Linked DNA regions of Zea mays: region 1 is linked to region 2. Evidence: chromatin contacts called from public Hi-C data. All regions are on one chromosome and are shown on one strand. The core of a region is the stretch at or near the end of the contact, and the rest is flanking DNA. Distances in the headings are between cores, read along the strand shown.

Region 1 (3,461 bases), core at 631-3,130, 65 kb after region 2:
CGCCCGCGGCCGCGAGACGCGACCGCCCAACCACCGTGGCCGGCAGAGCGGGGTGCCCGCAGCGGATCCGCAGCCGGCAACGACGGGGCCTGCCGCCGCGCACACGTGTCGCCGCCCACACGCACACGTTATTCTCAAGGTCACGAGTAGCACAACGCAGCGGCGATTCCGTCGTACGAAAGAGAGCGTCGCCGGTGCGGAAAGATGCAGCCGCCCCACCGCTCGAGGAGTCGTCCCGTCCACACCTGCCTCCCGCCAAAGGCCCACGACTCCCCCCGCTCCATGGCATCTGCTTTTTTCCTTCTCAAAGATCTGCACGCGGCCGCGCCCTGCCGTCTCCTCGACGCTGCCAGTGCCATACAACCATGACCGGACCAACCAAGGATTTCAAAAGTATTTCGTCGCCGTCGCCGCAAATTGATCGCGGTGAGAACAATAATAATTGCTTTAGTGGAGCGGGGAAAGCCGCGGAAACCAGTGGCCTGGATAACGTTGCTTCTGCAGTTCTGCTTCCTCGGTGAACCCATCGGCGGTCAGCTGATGAGCACGTCGCTTGGCTCCAAATCAGCCTCATCAAGGAGGAAACAAGATTTGTCGAGTTATTAAGGCCATGCAGAATGAGAGGCGGCACTGACCAAACAAGTAGTACAGTAAATTTCTCGTGTCACCTTGACGGCAACAAAATACGGAGTAGTTGGTGGCGGAAACGCAGCGGCGCAAATTAAATGCAGACCTGCGTTTCGCAACAAAGCTTTGAATGGAAAGATGGCAAGGGAGCGTTTCCGGACAGATTTCGTTTGGGTCATTTTTTCCCCTCAACAACTAATAGATCCTCAGTACTTGGCAATTACTAATCAATACTCCATAGCTTAAGCCCATATCAACGCCGGCTTGATCAGACAGACGAACAGATCTCAGTTCATTTCCGTCTCGACGGAAAAAAAATATTTACAAGACTCCCCATCTCTTAGTCTACAGAACAAGAATACAGCCATACAGGACCAAAACAACCACAAGTAACATTCCTGATGAAGGCAAAAGGGAAAAGGAAGCTACTAAGTCGTCAGCCAAAAACTCCGGCCTGCCTAGTTCTCTGCCGGCGGGGGCCAGTTCAGATCCAGTTCGAAGCCCACCTTGTTTGCCGTCACCGCGGGAGGCGAAGGGGAGTGATCAACCACAGACGACGAGTCGGAGTCGCTCTGCGCAACCGCGGCCACAGTCACGGCCGGTGGAGCGACCTTGAGCATCCGGTATCCGGATGCCGCGGCAGCCGCCTGCTCGTAGAAAAAGTACTGCTGTGGCGTCGGGCAGGCGACAGGATAGCCCTTGAACGGAAACCGCATGCCGGTGGAGACTGCGTTCACGGCGGCCGCCCGATGGAAGAGGTCGAGATCGAGAGCCGGAGGAAGCGGCATGGCCTGCATAGGCGCCTGGATGCCACAGCCGCTACCGCCACCGCTCGAATCCACGGTGCTGTTGCTACTGGCGCTACCGGCAGCACCGGAGGCGACGGAGCACTGGGAGGGGAACGGGAAGTTCGTCTTGGCCTTGGCGCCTCGGAACTCGCGGGCGGCGGAATCGTACGCCTTGGCGGCCTCCTCGGCCGTGTCGTACGTGCCGAGCCACACACGGCTTTTCTTGGCAGGGTCGCGGATCTCGGCGGCGTAGCGTCCCCATGGACGCTTCCTCACGCCTCTGTAGTGCGGGCCCATGCCCACGCCTCCGACTCCTCCGCCAACGCCCAGCCCCAGGCCGGTGGCCGGCGGTAGAGGCGACTTGTCCGCCACCCGGGGCGCCATGGTCTACAAGTGGCGTGTGTGTGCGGGTCTTCCGGTTCAGCGAGGTGGTGTGGGCAAGAGGGGCTGTATGTGTATTGCGTCTAGGACAAGGTGACGGGGAGGGGGCGGCATTTATAGGCAGCCGGGTGGGTTAAAAAAGGGCAGCAGAGACAGCGGAAAGCCGGAGCGCGAGTGGTGGAGCGGCGAGAGGCAATAAAACTCGGCGCAGTCAGCGAGCGGTTTGACTGTCCTGTCCTCGCCGCCGCCCCTCGTCTTTAGCGAGGCGGCCATTAAAATTAGGCAGCCGTTTTCCGATTATGCCACCTGCCGGCCTGCAAAATTACGTAACGTATGGCAGGTGTTACGGGTGCCGTTTCCCTTTTAGGTCCCTCCACTCTGATGGTCTTAGCGCAATCGCTGCCGGGTCTTCTTCCCAAGTGAACCCATCTTTAAGTATTCTCTCTCTTTTTTTTTAAAAAAAAAAAGTCCACACTGCTTACACCGAAGTTCTCATGCAATCTAATAAATTAGAATACAATGGAAAAATATAGCATATCACTGCTTTCCCACAAATCATTCCCATCTACTGTTGATGTGAAAACTTTCAAAATCATGTTCGCTATACACATAGTTTTCTCCTGTGATCAAGCTAGAGCACTGCCTATAAACACAATTAGTATGGTTTCATTCTTAGTTTGCAACGAGAGATATTGTTTGATTCTTAGTTTAATGACATTTTTTTATGACGTGACAGTGTCGGAAAAAGTGTTATGAAATGATATTTGTGATTAGCCTAATTTAAGCTCACTCTGTTTAAAAAGTTGTAATTTAATGTTTGCTTCGAATTAAAGTCGGTTGTTTTAACTGCTTCGGCTATAATATATAGGGACCAAAATAATGTAGAAATAATAGAAATCTGTACGGATTAAAGTTAAGCGAATATGGTGAATAATAGTTATTATCGCTTAACTCGCTGTCAAAGAGCAGCTTAATCCTTCCCGTGACTTTCTTCTAGAGCAAGGGCTCTGAGGCAATAACGAGAGACTGGAGGGCGTGGAGCGAAAATCGGATACCCCAAAAGCGAAGGCCGAAGGATGCACGAAGACGGACGCAAAGGCAAAGCCGCCGCACGAGGGCCCACCTGGAGCGGGGCAGGGAGCGGCACGCCACGCCAGGCGGCGCGAGCACGTCGTGGGGGCCCCATGGGCGAGGAAGACGACGCATCACGATCCGTGCGTCCCTAGCTGGTGTCAGGCAGTGCAGTGCGCGCCCCGCCCGGGGTAGCGACGTAGCGTCGGCGTCGGCATCGGCATCGGCCGCGCACGCAGCGGAGCGTAAAGACACGTGGGGGCCGCGGCGGCCTGCATCGCCGCACTGTTGTCCCATCCTCCGCGCACGCCTCCCTCTGCGATCTCCACGCCGAGTTGCGCCGCTAAGACATAAGAGAGCGTCTCCAAATAGCTAGCTATTTTAATAACTAAATTCACTCTCTTTTCTACTTAATAGAAAATATAGAAAAAAAGCGACGACCAAATAGATATAAAATTAAACATATTCTAAAAAATTGAGTGTATTACGTGTAAAACCAAATACTAGTGATAAAATAAATTACTATTTTTATTCTTATTTTAGCTTAACATTAACTAGCTATTTGAGACAGCCATTAGAGACGTCTTAACATAC
Region 2 (3,162 bases), core at 357-2,856:
AGGGCGCAGACCAGCCACGTCAACGGGAGGCGCCATCATCGCCCTACCCCGAGCTGACTCGGGCCGCAGGAAACAAGACCGGCGTCCCATCTGGCTAGCTCCGCCAGATAGGCAATGATGGCGTCCCGCATGCTCTGTGACGACGGCGGCTCTCAGCCCCCTTACGGAAGCAAGAGGACGTCAGCAAGGACCCAACCGCTCCGACAGCTGTCCCTCCGCCAGGCTCCATCGCTCCTCCGACGGCCACGACATCACACCAGCTGGGTACCAAAATCTCTCCGGCTGCCACGACGGCATGCACTTAGGGCGCTAGCTCTCCCCCGCTAGACACGTAGCACTCTGCCACACCCCCGTTGTACGCCTGGATCCTCTCCTTACGCCTATAAAAGGAAGGACCAGGGCCCTCTTAGAGAGGGTTGGCCGCGCGGGGACGAGGACGAGACAGGCGCTCTCTTGGGGCCGCTCGCTTCCCTCTCCCGCGTGGACGCTTGTAACCCCCTACTGCAAGCGCACCCGATCTGGGCGCGGGACGAACACGAAGGCCGCGGGATTCCCACCTCTCTCACGCCGGTCTCCGACCGCCTCGCTTCTCCCCCCTTCGCGCTCGCCCTCGCGCTCGACCCATCTGGGCTGGGGCACGCGGCGACACTCACTCGTCGGCCCAAGGGACCCCCGGTCTCGGAACGCCGACAATAGATGTCCAAATAGGTCGTCCGGATTGGCCCAGTACGAATTGTGGGTCATGCCGACTCGATCCGGATTAGCTAGCGAGATGTGCAGTGCCGACCCACAGGCCACAAGCAAGGCCTAGGCACGAGCCGCTAGGTTAATAATCGTGTTGGGCCGACCCACTGTCCATTGGGATAGTGCGTATAACCGTTTAAATTGCAAAAATAAGCTAAAATATGCATACACGAGTGTTTAAACTAGAGTTGTTAGCTCTAAACACATATTTACACCCACGTAACCAACAAAACAAACATATTTTTATGTTTTATACTCTATATTCAAGTATAATATATGTTGTATGAAAAATGAAAAAAATAAAACCCATCAGTATCGTACGAGTCTGTTGTCCCGCGCCTTAGACCCATACCGATAATCGGAGCGGCACAGATCCACTTCGCTACATGCTGTGACGGGTTTAGGCCGAACCAAACTCATGGCGTGGTTCAGTCCGCTCAGCTTGCTCGGCCCGCCCGCTTGGGCATGTTTCCTTTCAATATCCTATTATTTATTGTTTTGGACAAAATTCGAATCAAATTTATAAAATTTTGATTATAAATAACTATTTTGTTATTTAGCTTTGAAACCTAATATTTATATACACATATTTTTCTTATAAAATAATTTTATAAAAGTATAAATATAGTGAGAATTTATTTGAAATTTTAACATAAAGATATTGATCAAAATTATATTTTAAATATTGTGTCGTTGTTATAAACGAAATTGAGTATAGACGACTAGTGAACACGCACACGGCACACCGCGGCTCGCGACGTGTCATGGGTCAGTTGGGCTGCAGGTTCACGTGGGAGGAAACGTGTCGTGGGGTGGGGGACAGCACCGGCAGTGGGGGTGGGACCGCGCACCGGCCGCTCATCAAAACAAGGGAAGAGAGGGACCCATGGCGATGGCACTCGAATTCGGCAGGGCGGGAGGCGTGGGTGCGGTACGGCGTTTCGTTGACGTCGTCGCATGCGATTTCGCCCCCAAGCAAGCGGCCGCTCTACAGTCCGGTTTCGGCGTATTGTCCTATCCCTTGCGCCAGAGTCTAGAACCATGGATTTGCCGTGCCATCGAAGTCAGAGGATCGCGCCTAATACAGTTAGCGCCAAACCAAACAGGGGAGGCGCAAACGTACTTGTCAAAATGCACTGTGAAGTTTCTGGTTTATGCCAACCGGCACTGGTAGTACACATTCGATGAGTCCATGGAAAACAGCTATAGGGCTTCCAATGGAACTTACTACTCCACTAAGCATAGGTTTAATCATGGCTTATTTGAGCAAGGAAAAGAGAAACCAAAATTAAGAGAATCTTATATAGCTCGTTAGTAGTATCTCCCGGTGTTTCTTCAAGGATAACTATATTTTTTCTGAAAACAATATAACCATGGGATGCCATTATATAGAAAGGTGAAAATAACCTCACGTATATCTATTTCTAAATAAACACACTTCTTCAAACTGTGAAGCTTTAAAATTTATTTAATTGTAAAAAATAGTATTGATATTATATCTTTAAATAAGTATATTATAAAAAAATATATAATGTTAGGATTAAGTGTCATTGTCGGTACCCTGAATCAGGGGTACCCCTTACTATAGCATTAAAGACACGGTGCCGCGTAGCTACCTCTAGTCGCGCGGTAAATAGCACCCAACCTTTCCGCGTGGGCAGCTCCGGGGCCGCCGTGTGGCCGGAAAAGGTGGTATACTCCAGGATACCTTCAGTAGGTCCGGACCTTCTCAAGGAAGCGTCGGACCCCATACTCACGACCCGGATCTCCGAGTATGATCCAAGGCTCCAAGTCGTACCCCTTGGGAGAGGTCCGGACCCCTCTGAGCGGGGTCCAGGCCACCCACAGCGAGGTCCCGGGACAGGGGATACCCTGGCCTAAGCAAGGGTCCGGCACTGACACGTGTCTAGGCTTTATCCTGTGCGCTTGCGCTCCCCGCTCAGGTGGAGACCCGATGCTGCCACGTGGCTTGTTGCCCGTGACGTAAGCCAGCGGGCGGAGCCTGACGTAAGGCCTCTGGGCCGCGTGGTCTCTGCATTTATTGCGGAGAGGACGCGCCGCATGGCCACTCTGCTAACTGTCGATGTGCCGCCTCATCATTTATTGTGACCTGTCCACTCAACTGGCAGGCGGCATCCAGGCCATCCTTCAGGCGGCGTGCCTGTCCAGTCCATTGCCAAACAGTACGCCCATGCTGCAAGGCGCACTGTGTCCACCATCACTTATGCATTGCCAGGGAAGCTTCCCCTGCACGCCAATACCACGCAGATCTCGGATGTCAGGACGTAAGGAGATTGCTCCAGCAGCGAACATTAGTAGCTCCAAGTACTACATCCGTTATGTTCCTAGGCCCACATGTCGGGGCTTAGTACCCTTGTACGTGCCCCCTTAGTTATAAAAGGGGAGGCATGCAACGTT

Evidence for each region. Hi-C and Micro-C count contacts between places; a contact is called where the count stands out from the background.
Region 1: a Hi-C map of leaf shows a contact between it and region 2, with 8 times the contacts expected there. The contact joins the promoter of LOC100283393 here to the enhancer-like site in region 2. A contact is called at or near these places in 5 of 25 Hi-C or Micro-C datasets (bundle sheath, endosperm and leaf).

What each region holds. Positions count from the first base shown.
Region 1 is chr3:193,740,215-193,743,675 of Zm-B73-REFERENCE-NAM-5.0, forward strand. It overlaps LOC100283393, which reads right to left and starts at 1,881. Exons shown (of 1, transcript NM_001156294.2): 1 at 899-1,881. The coding sequence starts at 1,799. The coding sequence ends at 1,086.
Region 2 is chr3:193,675,610-193,678,771 of Zm-B73-REFERENCE-NAM-5.0, forward strand. No RefSeq gene overlaps it. Among protein-coding and RNA genes, the nearest start is that of LOC111591193, 58 kb to the left of the region's middle. Within about 2 kb of position 1,607, at least 17 of the 20 cell types and tissues checked have an H3K27ac peak or open chromatin away from gene starts, as enhancers often do. A contact at or near this core is called in bundle sheath, endosperm and leaf, where this site is marked.